Linked DNA regions of Zea mays: regions 2 and 3 are each linked to region 1. The links are chromatin contacts, called in public Hi-C maps. All regions are on one chromosome and are shown on one strand. The core of a region is the stretch at or near the end of the contact, and the rest is flanking DNA. Distances in the headings are between cores, read along the strand shown.

Evidence for each region. Hi-C and Micro-C count contacts between places; a contact is called where the count stands out from the background.
Region 2: a Hi-C map of ear shows a contact between it and region 1, with 2.8 times the contacts expected there. The contact joins the promoter of LOC100274051 here to the promoter of LOC100282554 in region 1. A contact is called at or near these places in 3 of 25 Hi-C or Micro-C datasets (ear, endosperm and tassel).
Region 3: a contact with region 1 is called in a Hi-C map of leaf, with 4 times the contacts expected there. The contact joins the promoter of LOC100191695 here to the promoter of LOC100282554 in region 1. A contact is called at or near these places in 4 of 25 Hi-C or Micro-C datasets (bundle sheath, ear, leaf and 1 more).

The regions. Positions count from the first base shown.
Region 1 is chr8:141,424,395-141,427,094 of Zm-B73-REFERENCE-NAM-5.0, forward strand. It overlaps LOC100282554, which reads right to left and starts at 1,367. Exons shown (of 23, transcript NM_001155462.1): 1 at 1,122-1,367; 2 at 869-989; 3 at 751-790; 4 at 571-651; 5 at 183-377. The coding sequence starts at 921.
Region 2 is chr8:141,608,926-141,611,625 of Zm-B73-REFERENCE-NAM-5.0, forward strand. It overlaps LOC100274051, which reads right to left and starts at 1,254. Exons shown (of 6, transcript NM_001148431.1): 1 at 910-1,254.
Region 3 is chr8:141,664,946-141,667,811 of Zm-B73-REFERENCE-NAM-5.0, forward strand. It overlaps LOC100191695, which reads left to right and starts at 1,536. Exons shown (of 4, transcript NM_001137124.1): 1 at 1,536-1,900; 2 at 2,248-2,436. The coding sequence starts at 2,257.

The sequences.
Region 1 (2,700 bases), core at 117-2,616:
ATACACGTTCATCGTAACTGGAAAACGGGTGTTACTTCGAGTTTCATTGTTATTACTAAATTTAAATTTATAAAAAATCAATAGATCTGAGCATCACAAAGTATTCTACATCACCCATACACGAAAACACGATATAAAACCCACTAGTGGATTAGTTCAAACATGAAAAGAATAACAGATACCTTCTCACAAGCAACAGTGCGGCGAGGTACAAAGTAAAGGAAGTATTCCCTCTGGAGCCCTTTAGGTTCATCGTTCTTGATTTGACTTGCGATGAACTTCATGAACCTCAGCTGAGAGCGCACAAGATATACAATTTTGGGGCATTCCGTCTGCAGGGGTTCGGGAGAGAGAATCCGCACTTCCGCGCCATACTCCTGATAAGCAGAATAAAGGGTGCAATGAGCTAAGAAACTGGAAATTAAACAGATGAACCGGGGTATACGCTGTGGCATGGCCCATAACATGACATATATATGATATAAAATGTACTAGCAAAGAATATTACTGCAACACAGAGTTATTAAAGATGATAACCATTCAAGATTAGCATACACAGTGTAATCACACCTTTAGCAGCGATGTCTGCACGACCAATGAGAGAGTCCCAGCGAGCTTGGGATCTATAACCAAGCACTTCTTTCCCCTTATCTGGTGCGCATCACAAAGAAAACCAAACTCTTCAGTTCAGTATCAACAAGACCACCGGAGATCATGGTCATAACGAGCAGTGTGAGACAAGAAACCCACATTTTTTAGGATGCCGAACAAGTCCTTCTGCGACTGCTCCCTGCAAACGAACCGAATAAGACTGTCAGAATCCAGATGCGTAACACATAGGAGGAGGCGTGCGAATGAGACGATTCACCTGAGGGCCGCAAGGTTGAGCGGCGCGTTGTCAAGATTGGGGATCTGCGCCATCTGCCCAACGTTGAGTTGGGAAGGATTGGAATCTATCAAGTCCGGGTAGAGATGTGCTCCACCCCAGCCTAGACAGAGAGGTGGACAACGGGGGCAGAAAAAAACGATTACTCAAACAGTACAGGAATTTTCAGTATACCTATCCCATATAGTTAACACATTATTAAGATCACAGAATTAAGTTTTGAGCACGCACGAACCAATTGGCGATAAAGTATGAGTCAGAAATCGTGCGATGCCTCAGGCTGATCGAGCGGGTTTGCGGCGGAGGCACGTTGCCGGACAGAACAGCGGGTGTCTGAGGAGCAGTGATACAGTCCACCAGCCGAGGGAGGCAGCTTGGACGGCGGCGGCGCTCCGCGGCGCTCCGCGGCACCCGACGTCTCCTTCTGCCGCCCAGCGGGGTCACCGGCGTGGGACGCTGCGAGTTGGATAGACGGAAGGTCGCCGGCGGTAGCCGGTATCGCCGAGACAAGACGAGATGGGCTGGGCTGTCCGTCTTTTTTAATTTAGTCCTTTTTAGGTTTTATTTTCACAAATATGCCCCTTCTGGTTTCATTTAAAAAACTAGACCCTCAGCTCGCGTCATCGACATTGGCGTCGAGGTCTAACATGTAGGCGCCAATTTGTTTGGCGTCGCGCGTTAATGACGTGACGACCTACGTGGCAGACAGCTCGGCGCCATAGATCTCGGCGCGGAGGTCGGCGCCATGGATCTTGGCGCCGAGGTATTAAATGCAGGACGACCTCTTCTTCCTCCACTTCATTCGTCTCACCCCGCTGCTCCCTCCCGCACGCACGCCGCCGCTGCTCCCTACCGCGCACGCTCGCACGCCGCCTCTCCCGCCCTCACGCCGCCCCGCCGCCCCAGTCGCTCGGTCGGCCCGCCCGCCCTGGCTGCCCTGCCCGGCCAGCCGCCCCCGCCGCCGGCCTCTCCCGCCCCGGCAGCTCGCCGCCCGCCCGTCCCGTGTGCTTGCCGCTCGCTAGCCGTCCCCGCCGCCGGCCACACCGGCCCGCACGCCGCAGCACCCCCGGCGTGCCACCCGGCCCGCTGCTCGGCCGCCCTCCTGCCCTGACCACTCCCGCCCGCCGATCTCGCCGTCCGGCCGTCCCCGGCAACGCTCTCCATCGCCCGGTAACCCGTTCTCCATCCTTTATTTATTTATAATTATGATTGATAATTTGTTAGTAGTTAATAGTTCGTTATTATTAGTAAATTGTTACTCCAACGCGGTGGTATTTTGTAGTTAGATATTAGTTAGTTATTATTTTGTATTAGTTTACAATTATTTATTAGGTACTAGATAGTTTATAGTTAGTCATAGTGGACTGGGTTATCCACTAACCACCACAATTGGTTATTCAACGTTGTCGTATTTCAAATAGAAGGACAATTTTTTGGGCATATACCATGGAGGCATCGTTGAATAAGATCGTTATGGAAATGCTGAGTTCGTTGACATGCAACGTGTGGCTGTTATATTTGATGATAGACCTTCCTTTAGTGAGGTTGTTGCTACGGCTAAGGAGAAGATTGGTTGGCATGACGTTGACGACATTGACGTTGATGGGGTGTTAAACGTAGGTCCTCCACCCAGCGTGCGAAGACTTATCATCCCAATTAAGTGTCAGCGAGAGTGAGATAATTATGTTAAATCAGCTATGAAGACACAAAACCAAGTCATGGAGGTAGTGGTACGCCGTTTGTTAGTTTCCTCTCGCCCTGGAGATGAAAACTATGATCGTGGTGCCGAGGTCATGCCTGAAAGGGAAATAGGG
Region 2 (2,700 bases), core at 4-2,503, 180 kb after region 1:
CAGGTGGATTTATATGTGTGCTGTCAATTTTAAACCCAACTTTCCAGAGACATTACAGAAAATATTGAATAAAAACAGCAACAGAGGTGATAACAATCCCGAGCGTTGGATTCTGAATAAATGAGATCAAGCTGAATTCATCGGAGGATCATATAGGAACTCTACTTTATCCAATGAGCTACTTTGTTCACCTTTTGAGGCATGCTAGAGAAAAGATATAGCACAAACACTTTTTGGCAAGTAATGAGAGTAGCCCACAGAATATATGTGAAAAATGGTTAACTTTCTCAATGGTGTTTTTTATCATTTCCAGCCATAAAGTTCCACATCAACTGATGTTGGTATTAATCCGAAGCTGCTGTATTTTGTAGCGGGCATAGCTCACATGCGGGGGAGGTTTGAACGCTACTGTCTAAACTTTAGGCGCAGGATCTAAGTAGAAGATACCAGCAACCCAAGTAGGATTAGCTGTTACCGTGGACCGTAAAAAGATCAAATTCTGACTGTTTTTTTTCTTTTGAGATAAGAATTTTGGGTGAACATTGGAACTACGGTGATAACAGGCCGATGCGTGCAATTTTGAAGTGACAACAAATCTTAGTTATTACACATTGCAGAGATTAGGCAAGTGTATAGGCATGACATGAAGAAACAATAATTAAATCCTTTGGCACACAAGGAATTATAATAACAACCAATACCGATAGGTACTCAAATTGAGACCATGTAGTGTGTCATCTATTAATTTATCTTTGAAGGTGCAATAAGCATAACAAAATTGCCATCACAGCAGCAATGCAATCGAGAAACAGTTTAGCAGCAAAGTCAGAAAAAGAAAGAGAAAAGGTTCTAGCCACGATATCATGCAGACCAAACAACAAATCAAGTTTATCTATAAGAAGCAAGTACCTGGTTCAGAACTCCCGGCGTCTGCTTCCTGGCCCCAAGAGCGCATCCCAGCACGGCGGCGCCGCGACTCCGCGCGGCCGAGGAACAGGGCATAAAGCCGCCAAGTCTGAGGTGAGTTGGCATCGGCGTCCTCAACGAGGGGAGACCGGCAACGGGCACCGCGGCGCAAGAACCCGCCATCGTCATCCACTTCCAGGCGTCGATTCCGATCCACGAAGAGGAGGGAGGGAGAGAAGCGCTTGAACTGATGTGTGTGGCGGCGTACCCGGGACAGAACAAGGATGGCTGCGCAGCGCGGCGCGGCGCGGCGCAGGTCAGGTGGGAAGGGAGGAGGGCATTGTTGTGGGTGGGCTGGGGATGAGACGAAGAGAGGAGAGGAGACGTCACGGCACCAGTTGGGCTGAGGCCGAAACTGTCTGTCTGGTTTAGGGATGGCAATGGGTACCCGAAACCCGAAACCCGATGGGTAAAAACCTTATTAGGGCACGGGTATGGCGGATTTTGATACCCATAGGTATTTTATTGGGTCATTTGTTATGCCCATCGGGTATGGTGGACGTGGGTATGTTTTCTGTTGCCCCATACCCGCTATCCGATGGGGAACCCGCTAATATATGACATGTGGGTCCGGATTTATGTCTCATATAAAATGAATTTGCTCCCGATGGGTAAAAACTCTATTAGGGCACGAGTAGAATCAATGCTATGTTTTGTGTGATTTGAAGGCATGATATTACCAGTTAATGTTGAATATTGTTGAACCTGTGATAAAATTATGTTGGGTTTGATACATTTATTATGCTGGTACTTATTTTTTGCGATTCAAATGATCATGTCTATCATAATGCTAATGGGTATGGGTACCCGATGGGTACTCGCTACCCATGGTGGGTATGGGTATGGCGTAATTTTGTACCCATGATGGGTAATGGGTATGGATATGGATCAATTTTTTCCTAGTGGGTATGGGTATACCTTCATGTGCCCACTGGGTACCTTACCCACTGCCATCTCTAGTCTGGTTTGGTTGTTTCCTCCGGCGGTCTCGCTGGCTGGCTGGCTGGCGGTGTGCAGGTGCGCGTGTGGGGAGGAGCTGGACTGGAAGCCATTGGATAACACGTGGCGCACCATCTTGGTTTGCCCACTCGTCGTATTGCTCGTGCTGTTTCCGGGTCTTTCCAATTGGTTTTAGACTAAAGACCCTCGTTTATTTGATTGGAATTGATTTGAATTGAAATTTAATTTTTGGGCTGATCTATTTAGCAAACTATAGAATTAAAAACTAACTTTTAATCCATTTCTTGAGCCAAATCAGAAGCCTGCAAAACTTTCCTACCCTAAAAGAAGGATACAGATTCCTCCCCGAGCGTCGAGCGCCGCCTGCTCCTCGGACTCATCTCCTCGAGTGTCGTGTTGCACGCCCGCGCCTCCTCCTCGTCGGACTCAGCTCCTCCCCTGGCACCGCGCCACACGCCTAAGGTACTTATTCCTCTGTTCTCCGAGGTTCCTTTGGTCTCGTTCTGTTCAAGGTTTACGAGGGCTGCCTGCTTGCTTTCTTTCTGCTCCGTGATGTCTAGTAGGTCATGTCTAGTAGGTCCCCACAGCTGAAAGCACTCTGCGTCATGAGGGGTGTACAAATGAGGGTGTTCGGTAGCCCCTTAAGATCTGTGCTTTGCAAACACGTTTAGTTTGCTCTATATAGTTCCTCTCATATAAACAATACATGCTTATTTGTAGCCATGAGCGTCAGGCACCACTTGTTTATCTGGGCATTGTAGCCATCTGCAAGAT
Region 3 (2,866 bases), core at 286-2,785, 240 kb after region 1:
GACAGCGACCGCGGAACAGGCACGAGACCACGGCGGTGGACGACAGCGATGTCCTCTCTAGCGCGCGCGGTGTGGGGTGAGTGCGGGAGCTCTGTACGAGGTCCGAGTGAGGGAGGGGGAGAGGGAGTGGGGTGCAGGCCGCTAGAAATGGCCGGGGTGGGGCGGGCGCGGCCTCGCGTGCGTCGTGGGCGCGGAGTCCACAACGTGCACGCAGGTCATGCACGCGGACGGTTGGGGGGGGGGGACGGGATTGACAGGCAAGGCCCACGGGCCAGCGGGAGAGGGCGCACGAGTGAGCGGGCAGCGCCGACAAGCGGGACCGGGCTGGCAGAGGGAGATGGGACAAAGGGTGCTCGCATGGGCGAGAGGAATGGCGTCGACAGGTAGGCCCCACCGCGTAGAGAGAGAGAGAGCAGCCGGGCCAACTGGGCTGAAAAGGTCGAGGGAGAGGGTGTCTTGGGCTGATTTCTGGTTTTTCTTTTGTTCTGAATTTTCTATTTCTTTTCTTTTATTTTCTCTATTGAATTCAAATAAAATAAACCATAAATTCAAATTTGAATATTTCAAACATGTGCATCAACCAAAAATAAAATTTTAGCTCAACATAATGCACCAATTCATGTCTCCCCTAGGTTTTAATATTCTAAAGAAATAATACACCTCTCGAATAAACACCCAAAATTCTATTAAAAAGAAGAGAAAGAAAATCTATAGAGGTGAGAAAAGGAGTAACACCTGAATTTGGTAGATATTAAAGAACAAATTTTATACCCCAAATTCAGAGTGTTACATGCTCGGTTGGTTCTCAAGAGCTCTCTTGAATCTTGGTGGAAGACACGTAACCATAAGCACAAAGCTAGGTCTTTCGATGATGCTGCAGATAGGGATGGTAATGGGTCGGGTTCGGGTTAGGTGGAGCAAAAACCCACTCGCGATCGCACCCGTGAAGTCTAACTAAACTCGTCCCCGATCGCACCCACGGGTACAATTTTAAGCCCGCACCTGAACCCGTCGGGTTTCGGGTCACTCGCGGGTTTTTACCTAGTGTCACTTTTAAATAACAATTAGCTATAAACAATTAAGTATCAACAATAATTAAGTTATATCTACATATTTTAAGCCTTCACATATTGAGTAGCAACAAAACGTTTCATGAATCAGTAGCCATGTTACTTATTCAAAACAATTACCGTTGTATCTTAATTATTTTTGCACAAAAATAAAGAATAAACCAACATTTCGGGCGAGATGCGGATCACCGCCGGTTGAAATAGAAACCCGCACCCACACCCGCGAAACTTCGGATCGGATACGAGTTGCACCTGCAGATCAAAATCTTCACCGAATAGGTCACGTACCTATCGAATTTCGGGTTTGCTGATTAAACTGCCATGCCGCCAATTTATTATCTTTTCTACCCAGCGTGTACTAGAAAAGGATGAAAAAAGAAGGAAAAAAAAGAAAAGAAAGAAAAACTCCAACGAAGCCTTCTGGGTCTGAACGTCCACGTCCAATTGTGTCCTACTCCTTCGGTCCGTCCCCATTTCTTCCTTTCCTAGGCCTCGACTCCTCCCGACGTGATCGCTCCAGAGAAAATTTCGCGGGTTTAGACAAACAGCGATTGGGATCGAGATCGGGGCAACATGAGCAAGGTGTTCGAGGGCTACGAGCGCCAGTACTGCGAGGCGTCCGCCTCCCTCACCCGCAAATGCACCGCCGCCGCCGCCCTACAGGGAGGTAATCCTCCACCCCTCCCAAATCTCTTCGTTTTCTAGAAGCAACCTCAATCTCGGTAGGCTCTCCCTCCGAATCGTCTCTTGGTAAAATATTTGGTCGCGCAGAGAAGCTGAAGCAGAAGGCGGCGGAGATCCAATCCGGCATCGATGGCGCTGAGGCACTGGTATCCCCTCGCTCCTCTTTTTTGTTTTTGTTTTATTAAACATAGGCAAATAGTGGCTGTGCTCTTGTTACTAAGTAGCCGCGAAGGATGCACGACCCTCACAAAACTGTTTTGGAATTATATTCAGGTGTAGGGAGAAAAAAAGAAACAAGGAACGATCCTTCTTTAGAGCTGTATTTTTTATAGATCACGGAAAATTTTGAACCCTAAGGATTACATAATTGTTTAAACTTAGGGACGTTTCCTTCTTATAGGATCAGGCTAAGCAGTTATCAAATTCAAATGGAAGTTTTATTGTGCGGCGGAAGACATCTATTGTATATTGGTAATGTTGTTTTTGTTTTCAGATAAGGAAGATGGATCTTGAAGCAAGAAACCTGCAACCAAGCATTAGAGCTGATCTCCTAGTAAAGATCAGGGAGTACAAGTCAGATCTTAATAACCTTAAGGGAGCGCTGAAGAGGGTTACTAGTATTAATGCACAACAGGGGGCGAGGGAGGAGTTGTTGGAGTCAGGAATGGCAGATACATTGGGGGTATGTTACCTTTTCTGAATTCATGAACCATTCTCATCTGGATTGAACCATGCTCTTTTTGGTTTGTTAACAAGGTTGTGCAAGGCATGTCTATATTTGAACCATCATTTTCTCTTGGTTATTTGGCAGAAATGACACAAAACATACCTGTTTGGTTGGTGTTAATTTGGCTCAAGTTCTTTAATGTTAGCCCTATGATCTGGATACAAGTGTCTATGACTCCTTTCAGTACTGCAGTTAGTGAAGGCAATTGAACCTTCCAAATTACAGATGTGGAGCTAATTGGGACAAAAGCAATGCCTTGTATGAGTAGCTAACGTCAGGATGTGCTCTTTGGTTGTTTCATGGACTTGTAGTGAATGAATTCACAATTCATGTTAAACGCACTCTGAATGGCAAAGCACTTATTTTCCCATGTTCGTCGAAAATA